Regions from separate parts of the Mus musculus genome. Here region 1 is linked to region 2. The links are chromatin contacts, called in public HiChIP or PLAC-seq maps. All regions are on one chromosome and are shown on one strand. Each heading gives the region's core, a stretch centred on a gene start, on an enhancer-like site or on the middle of the called end of the contact. The rest is flanking DNA. Distances are from core to core; before and after follow the strand shown. Region 1 overlaps Mast2 (microtubule associated serine/threonine kinase 2). Region 2 holds the start of C530005A16Rik (RIKEN cDNA C530005A16 gene).

What was found. HiChIP or PLAC-seq counts read pairs in DNA pulled down with a chosen protein or histone mark.
Region 1: a contact with region 2 is called in an H3K4me3 HiChIP or PLAC-seq map of bone marrow-derived macrophages, with 3 times the contacts expected there. The contact joins the enhancer-like site here to the promoter of C530005A16Rik in region 2. A contact is called at or near these places in 13 of 39 promoter capture datasets (the 3T3-L1 cell line, 3T3-L1-derived adipocytes, the C10 cell line and 8 more), 3 of 15 datasets of contacts at CTCF or cohesin (the NIH/3T3 cell line, large pre-B cells and pro-B cells), 14 of 484 Hi-C or Micro-C datasets (the 63-12 cell line, the AML12 cell line, the CH12 cell line and 10 more), 19 of 115 datasets of contacts at active chromatin or transcription factors (the 230-238 cell line, the SCID.adh cell line, acute myeloid leukemia and 13 more) and 4 of 9 other capture datasets (adipose tissue, liver, macrophages and 1 more).

The regions. Positions count from the first base shown.
Region 1 is chr4:116,340,932-116,345,278 of GRCm38.p6, reverse strand. The region is part of intron 5 of Mast2 (microtubule associated serine/threonine kinase 2); the gene reads left to right. Among named protein-coding and RNA genes, the nearest start is that of Mast2, 120 kb to the left of the region's middle. Within about 2 kb of position 2,943, at least 3 of the 459 cell types and tissues checked have an H3K27ac peak or open chromatin away from gene starts, as enhancers often do. A contact at or near this core is called in bone marrow-derived macrophages, where this site is marked.
Region 2 is chr4:116,595,483-116,599,981 of GRCm38.p6, reverse strand. It overlaps C530005A16Rik (RIKEN cDNA C530005A16 gene), which reads left to right and starts at 2,352. Exons shown (of 3, transcript NR_029450.1): 1 at 2,352-4,140. Ccdc17 (coiled-coil domain containing 17) reads right to left here and starts at 3,252. Exons shown (of 13, transcript NM_001037916.3): 1 at 3,025-3,252; 2 at 2,881-2,949; 3 at 2,614-2,719; 4 at 2,382-2,544; 5 at 2,219-2,302; 6 at 2,021-2,139; 7 at 1,695-1,808; 8 at 1,355-1,482; 9 at 1,157-1,251; 10 at 818-1,021; 11 at 492-693; 12 at 315-425; 13 at 1-95. The coding sequence starts at 3,195.

The DNA of each region.
Region 1 (4,347 bases), core at 1,694-4,193, 260 kb after region 2:
CAGATATCCTGCATCTGCTTCTGCTTCTTTATTTCCACTTTGGGAAGCAGTGTTTGTCCTGTAACTTCAACTTCTCTGGCAATCTGAGATTGTCCTCCTCCTCCTCCTCCTCCTCCTCCTCCTTCTTTCTTCTTCTTCTTCTTTTTTCTTCTTCTTTCTTCTTCTACTTTTTCTCTTTCTCCTCCTTTCTTCTTCTTCTTCTTTCTTCTTCTTCTTCTTTCTTCTTTCTCCTTCTTCTCCTTTCTTCTTCTTCTTCTTCTTCTTCTTCTTCTTCTTCTTTCTTCTTCTTTCTTCTTTCTTCTTCTTCTTTCTTCTTCTCTTTCTTCTTCTACTTCTTCTCTTTCTTCTTCTCCTTCTCCTCCTTCTTTCTCCTCCTCCTTCTCCTCCTTTCTTCTTCCTCCTCCTCCTCCTTCTCCTTCTCCTTTCTTCTTCCTTCTTCTTCTTCTTCTCCTCCTCCTCCTCCTGCTCCTCCTCCTTCTTCTTCTTCAATACAGGGTTTCTCTGTGTACAGCCCTGGCTGTCCTGGAACTCACTTTGTAGACCAGGCTGGCCTCAAACTCAGAAATCCGCCTGCCTCTGCCTCTGCCTCCCGAGTGCTGGAATTAAAGGTGTGCACCACCACGCCTGGCTCTGAGATTGTCTTCTTATTTATTATTAAAAACATGTAGCATTTGATTTACTGTATTCTCTTCAGTTTCACTCCTTTGTTATTGGTTGTTTAGATATGCTCATAATTTTGAGCTTTCCAGTGTTGTGCCATTCAGATTTTTTTCTACTACTAACTTTGCAGTGAGTTATCCTCCTCTTGTACCCTATGCGTATTATTCTATTATTTGTTTTAACCTTTGTCTCTATAGTTTCATTCTTCTTCTTTGTGCTTTGTAGGTACTACCTCTAATCATTCTAGTTCTGTCTTTCTGAAAGTCCACCTCTGATCCCAGCACTTCTGGTGCTGGGTCCTTATAGTGAGATGTTGTCTGTGCATTTATGATGCAATTGAGCATTACATGGAGTGTGGAAGACATAAACATTGCAGATAAGATAAAAAAAAAAACCTGCATGTCTAGATGAGTTCCTGGGAGTAATGACCAGAAACTAAAGGTGCATTCTTGTTCTTAAAGGTCAGAGTAGGGAGAGCACAGAAGAAAAGAAGGAGGAAGAAGAGGAGGAAGAAACACTAGTGTCTTGGCGCCAACAGCAATAAGAACAAGTATTTCAAGTGGAGCTATCAGTGACATGAAGTCTGAGGACTGCCATTTGGATGTAGTGTGGTGTCAGTGTTGATATTTGGTAGCTGCTTTGATGGAATATTAGTGGCCAGGGACTGATTAGAGAGTCAAAAAGAAAATGGTAATACTAAGTGTAGAAACATTACTATAAAAATAGGAAGCAATATAACTCAGAGGTGTAAATCCCTTGCCTGATGTGAACAAGACCCTAGATTAGTTCCCTTGCACAAAAGGAGAAAAAGTTAGAAATGTAATGTATTGTGTGCTGATGGAAGTCATTCCATGTAGTAAAAACCTTGGCCATTCCTGAAAAGGGGCAATGTCTACCACAGTCCTTGTGTGGCTGAGATGAAATGAGATCTAGTATGTAAGCAGATTGACCTTAGCTAGGATCTCAGACAGTTATGTGCACTTTTGAAGGAATAGGGAGAGTGGGAATATAGCACAGACATTAGAAGGTATAGTAATGAGAGCTTATCTAGGTTATTTTCTGATTACTTCTCCTCCCTCTCTGAAGTTAAAAGTGGGATAATTATCTGAGAGCCTGAGGAGAGAGGGTAAACTATAAAATAGTGTCTTAAACCGATTTGAGAATAAACACAATAAAACTTTGGTCTGATTTTTATGCAGAGACAGTGGAATCAGTGGATCATAGGGTAATATGAAACTGGCCAGCCTCATTGTGTAGCATTCTCTAGAAACTTCTCAAGGCTGGGATGTTGAAAGATTATGAGGACAGTGAGGTCACTCTTGTCAAAAGTCATGATAAAGAGAATGCCATGAATTCAGGAATAACACTTTTTATAGTGAAGGTAGAGTGTAGTATGTTCTGATGACTTCAGAAAGCAGTCGTTTTTGATGATGTGATTTCAGACCTGGGTAGTTTTATGTCAAAGGAGAGAGAATGCCTAAAAGAGAAGATGGAAAGCTAACAAGGTATGCAGGTCCCTTGTCAGAAGCAGTATATGAAAGGAGAACTGCAGAGGAAGCTGCCACAAGTAACAGCCAACTTGAAACATAAGGACTGTATTAAGCCCATGCTCATTTAATAAGCTATCATAAAGCAAAGTGGTACCTTCTAAGATAGTTGTATAGTAAGCAAAGTTCAAGCCAAGGCAACATATCTGTAAGTACAAAAGAACCTGTTATAGTTAGAAAATAAAAATGCATGTCTTCATTATGTATGTTTCCAGATTATAAATTGAATTGCTAATTGAATTTGTTAAGAGGATAAAGTAAGTTATGGGAGAGCTATCCATTTTATAGTGAGTTAAGATATTAATATCTTGTGTCATTCTTGTACCTAAGATCTGTGGACTGTGGATGTTTTTATGAGGTTTGTAAGTCTCCTGAGCTTGTATTGCCAGTTTTACATTCATACTTATGTTCATTTTCCTGGAAGATGAATTTATGAAGTTTTCCAACGTTGTTTCTTAACCTAAAAAGAGAGTGTTTTTTAAGGCTTAAATCACAAAGTTGAAGGTCATGCTTAAATTTCTTTCTCGAACAATACAGAAAATAGGTTTAATAGGAATGCAAACAAAAGTCTAAGAAAATCAGAACTACATTATCCTAAAAGTGAGCACTTACCACATTAGCAAAATGATAAGAGAAACACTTTCTGGGGCTTGGAAAGGTGGGTTGTACTAGTTAAGAGCCATTGCTGTTCAAGCCATAGGAGAGGGCTGTAGTTCAGGTCCCACTGCTCACATTCAGTGACTAAAGGATTCAGTGCCCTCTTGTGGCCCCTGTGATGTATGCACATTTACACATAAACCAGTTTTTAAGAATGAAAAAAACACTATCACTTCTTTCAGCTTGCAACCTTTTTGCCACAAGTATATAATTATCTGATTAAAAATATTAAAGTTGCTAAAAGGAGTGCCACAGTTGGCAATTGGGAGACCAGTTAAAAGTCCATTGCCATTATCCGGGTATAAGAGGTTATTAGATGTGGAGAAATACATGAACACAGAAAAAACATAGGTGGCTAAAGCACTAGAATACAGTATCTCCTTATTTCCTGCTTGGGTAATGAGTGGGTAAGGATGCCATTAAGTGAGACAAGGAACACTAATAGGAAGAATAGATTTAGGACTCTTCTTTCAGAGTCCACATAGACAAAAGTTACTTATAAAGCTAAAAACAAAAAGATTGTTTTCATTAAGCGGTATTGGGACAGTTGAATATCCGTATCAAGAAACACTAAAAGGCAGGACTGGGGAGGTGGTTTAGTGGATGAACCACTTGCCAGGCAAGCATGTGGGTCCCCAGAACCCACATAAAAGCCTGGCAGGCCTTGCAGCTTGCCTATAATCTGTGCACTCCCAACACTTCCTATAGAACCTGGCTAGCTAGAATAACTGGAATCATTACATGCCAGGTTCAGCAAGAAACCCTACTTGAATAAGTGAAGTGGAAAGCAATTAGGGAAGACATGCACATCTACTTTGAGCCTACATATGTGATCAAGAGGCCTAGAGAGGAGGACCAAGAGAATGTGTGGCCAAAATGGCTATAATTATATAGGAGCCAGAAGCTGGGGGAATGGAAGCTCAGCCCCTATGCTGGAGTTTAGGGGAGGACCCAGGGTGAGAGGTTCTGGGGGAGTCAGAGGTACTGAATGAGACTTGACCCACCTTTCTTTGGGACCTGAATATAAAAAGATTAATAATTTGACTACTTGAAAATTAAGAATTTTTAGTTACCAAAAGATACTCCAGAGACAGTCAAAAGGCAATGAAATAGAAGATAATTGTGACTCATGTGACAAAGGGCTCTTGATTCAGGACAGTTAAGGAACACTTGTAAATAATAGTATAATTGAAAAATAGCTAAAGACACACCTAAAAAGATACAGTTTCATTAGTTATTGCCAAATTAAAGTCATAAAAATATTCTCTTCTTTGATGACTTACTGAGTTGAGTGGTCATGTGGGAGGGAGGGGGCAGTGGCCCTAATGGTGGGGATATAAATTGGTAGAACCATTTTGCAAAAAGATTGGCATTTTTTAAACATAAAATTGCAAAACGTACTAACTAAAACACAAAAGGCTGCTTCTGTAATTCCATTTTTATGACATGTCTAGGCTAGGCATTATATATTAACAGAAAGCCT
Region 2 (4,499 bases), core at 1,103-3,602:
TTAACGCTGACAAAAGCCTCTTCTGTGGGAGGTGGGGGGTCAGCAAAGGCAGAACTGTGGGTGAAGAAGCTGGATTCCACAGATGAACTGGACACCTATAGAATATGAAAGATAGGGTTTTGTTTTTAAGCAAAACTTAAGACAAACGTTGGAGTTAAACTGAGGACAAAGTTTAATGAAAAGCAGGGCAAGTGTTCTTTTTCTGCCACATGGTATTTCATGGGTAGGTTTAAGGATTAATGTAGATACCTTAATTGGTATACACTATCTAATAGAAGCTGCTTAGCCTACAGGCTGACCAGAAGTGGACTCACCATTGGTGGGTACTGGTATTCATGGGCATTTGCTGGGTTGATCTCTGCCAATGTCTGGGCATCTGTATCTCTTGCATTTACCAGCCTCAGAAAGAGCTCAGCCTGGCCTGCCTAACAAAGGAAGTGGTACTCCATTGGAATCTGGGAGTATACCCAGTCTTTATCCTCTATACTTACCTGGGGAATCTCATTCCTCTGGGCAAGGCTGAGGCTGGTGTTAGGATAGACCCGAAGTGGGAGGCGCCAACGGCCCCTAAGCACCCTCAGATCTTGGTCAAATAGCAATAGTGAGGCCCAAGCCTTTGGTTGTGGTGCCCATGTAACTCCATGCCAGGCCTGTAGTTCACAGATCAAAGATACCAGTGGTGATGGAGGCAGCCTGTGAAACAAAATCACGTTCGAGTATTTAGCTGAAGTCCCTAGTTTGTTGTAGGGCTGCTCTTGGGCCCAGTGTACAGATCAGACCTAGTAAGGTGCAGCCTTTATGACCTATACCTACTAACCTGGGCACAGGCTGCTTGCTTGCTAGGATAGCACAGTTGCCCATAGGTCCAGGAGCTGAAGGTTGTGGCAAGCAAAGGGCTGGAGGTAATGCTGTGGTCCCTCCTGTATCTTGTCCATTCCGGGCCAAGCTGGTCATTAGCTGTACCCATATCCAAGAAGTGTCAAGGCCCCGCAGGAAGTCATAGAAAATGACAAGGCCAGCCCTGAAGAATACAAATCTATGTACACAGAGCCCCTAATTCCTCCACCCGGCCAGTACTTTAAGCCTGGATGGCGGTTGGTGGGTCTCCATAAATGTCAGCATTCAAAAATGCTGTGAAGGAGGGAGCAGGCCTCACCCAGGATCATAGGGTGCTGGACCTAGAACATCTGATGCAGGTAGGAGGAAGTGGAGATCCAGACCCATTTTTCTTGTCATGGTTCCATTAAGTATCTATTGTGGACAAAAGAGTTCAGTCCTACAGAACTGCAATCTGCCCATGATCCCCAAACTGCATGTCAAGCCAGCCATCAACCCCGAATGCTGTCTTTCTCACAGTCTTTGAAGTGCCATGGAAGTTCTGGGCTTTTGTGGAACTTGTAAGTTGTGGTATTGGGGGTGCAACCAGTGGAGGGAGGAGGGAGTTATCACACCTACTCAGGTGTCCGGGGAGATCCCTGGATCCTAGAAACAACAACAAAGTGGCTTGAGCTGGAGGAAGCAGCAAACTGAGTAAGTCAGAGGGAGTACAGGCTCATAAACCAAAGATACAAAGATAGCTGTATTGACAGAAACACGTTACAGACATGGACTTCATCCTCCCGACTTGGTCCCTTCACCCCTTCAGAGTTGGGTTCCCTGGGATTGTCTAGGGAGAGGCTGTATTTTTCACTGACCCCAGGGCGACAGACTCAGGACTTTCTGCTTCTGCAATGCCAGGATTTCTGCCTCCAGGAGCCTGTTTTCGGCTTCCACCGTTAGAACCTCCTCAGAGGCGGCACTTAGTTTTTCTGAGATGAATTAAAGTGATCTGTCAAGCATTATGTAGTAATCCAACTTTAAGGGTTTCTGCACAAGCCTGGATTTGTCATCTGGCAATGGGTTTTCCTTCCTTGGGCTTACGTGCCTCCCATTCTAGTGGTGCTCTCCCTCAAGCCCTTTTCTCCTTCCAACTCTAGGACCATCAGTGTAGAAACCCTCTATGATAGACCCTTTCGTTCACCCTTGCGGTTTTGCGACCGCTGCAATTCCAGGGCTGACGCTTCCACTTGCAGCTGCAATATTTTGTCCAGAACTTCTGGGTCCCGGCCTCCACCGTGCACGTAGGCTTCACGTAGGATCCTAGCAAGAAGGCAGCAGAAAGCGATCTCCCAGACTGAACAGACTCCCGATCCTGTCCACCCAGGGCCGGGGTCCTCACCGGATCTCTGCAGCCAGCGTTTCCGGGTTGAACCGCAGGGGCAGGTAACAGAATTCCACTGCCCTATGGGTGTCCTGCAGTTTTCTGGCGCAAGCAGATGATGTCACTGACCCGAGCCCAAGGCCCCGCCCGCACTCCTACCAAAGCTGGGCCGGCAACTCACCGAGGCTGAAGCTGGAGCGCCTGGAAATGCGCACCTAGCGTTTGCAGTGCTCCCCGGGTCCGGTTGGCCTCTTCCTTGAGTTCTCTGAGCTCGCGCTCCAAGTCGAATGGGCGGGGTAATCCTCCCTTGGGTCCCGCCACGCTGTGGAGGCGCCGTTTTAATTCTGAGGGACAAATGGGCAGAGTCAGGGTGAGTCCGAGCACAGCGACAGGGCCGAGTCCTTACCTCTCACCTTCGCCGCGACGCTCCAGCGCCCGGCTCTGTGCTTCTGTTTCTGCCATGCGTCTGGCGCGGGTTCCCTGCAAGACTCGCAGCCTCTCCCCAGGGCTCCCTGCAGTCTGGGAAGTGAGACCCTCAGTCGCTCGGGGACCTATTTTCTGTAGGGACAGCAACTGCACCTGCAAATAACTCGGACCCGCTATTTCTGTACTGGGTGATTTCCAGCATGTAAATCTCTACACATGTAAAGTTGAAGTTTGTAGTCATGATTGGTGTGTACCTCCTCTGTCAGCCTCTTTAGAGCAGATGTGCTGGCTTCCTGATCACGGCTCTTTTCTTGTGCCATGATCTGGTGGCGGGGAGGCAAAAAACGTAAGAATAATGATTGATGGAAAACCTACCCCTGGCCACTGGCGGCCCTTACCTTGGTGCCTCGTTTGATCGCGACTGAAGGCTGTGATTTAAGTGTTACCTCCGGAGTCAGCCGGCCAATGCAGAATCGTTTGGTGTGTGTGGCCAACAGAGCCCAGGAGCGGAAAACCATATCACAGGATTCACAGGATAAAAGTCCTGATTCCCCTGAGTAATCGGCCATGGAATGGAATCTCTTATAGACACCAGCGTCCTACAGAGGATGTGACAAAAGAGAAAAGGCGGACTGGACAGAAAAGAGAGAAAAGGGACAAAGAATAGACCAAGTCTGCTAAATCGCCAGGTCCTTCAAATGTATGTTTATGTTTGGGGAGGTGCCCTAGCTCCCTGGGCAGCGAGTACAGGCTTAGGCAGGCCTGGGCAATGTGCCTGGCCACCTTTGGGTGGGGCCCAGGTGTGAAAATGTCAGTTTGTTCCACCAATTACAGTGAGTTTGGCCAAGTATTTAATTAACTGCGGCTTTGACTTCATTGCCTATTTAGCCTCTGATAGGCAACTGTCATCTGTACCACAGCTGTTCTCTAAAATGGACAGATTTCAAGCTAGAATTCTCCACTGTAGGGAACATTTCCGCACAAGGTAAACCTCATATTAGCAGTATGTCTTTGCATAAACCCATCTTTTACAGAATTAACACACCACACAATGGAATAGTCTTTCTAATTCCCATTCTGGGACAGGAATGATCTGAACCTTTCCAGTAATGAGAACTGGGAGACCCGTTGGGGAGAATACAATTTGTCAGATGGATACTACTTGTGAGTTAAACGAGCTCTTTCTGCTGGTCAAGTTATCGTCACCTTTACACAGATCTGTAAAAGCAACGTTCATCCTCATCTCCTAGGCGAATCTATGCCTAAAATGTTTTCAGGCTCTGAGACTATTGAATAAACTCACTCTAGCTCTTCCTCAAAGCTGGCTGACTCAACTCAGCTGTTCTGTCTCAAAGTCCTCTCTGAACTGGTTCAAACCGGCTTCTCTTAGCTTCTCATTGAAGTGCTCTACTTGGTGAAGCTGCCTCTAAACTACACTCAACTGAACTAACTCCAAGATGGATTTTCCCTGCACTGCTCTTTTTTTTTTTTTTTTTAAGATTTATTTATTATATGTAAGTACACGGTAGCTGTCTTCAGACACACCAGAAGAGGGCGTCACGGATGGTTGTGAGCCACCATGTGGTTGCTGGGACTTGAACACTGGACCTTTGGAAGAGCAGTCGGGTACTCTTACCCACTGAGCCATCTCACCAGCCCCCCTGCACTGCTCTTAAGTAGCATTTCTTTCCTGAGTTGGGCTTTGCCCATCTGTGGAGAGCTTTGTGGGGCCACTTGGCTGGGATTTGACATTAGGCCAGGACAAGGAAGTAAGCTCAGGCAGGAATCTAATTTGGCTAGAACAAAGTAGTAGGCTTAAGGCAAGAATTTTACTTTGGGCTAGGACAGGGAAGTAGGCTCAGATATCTTGGTC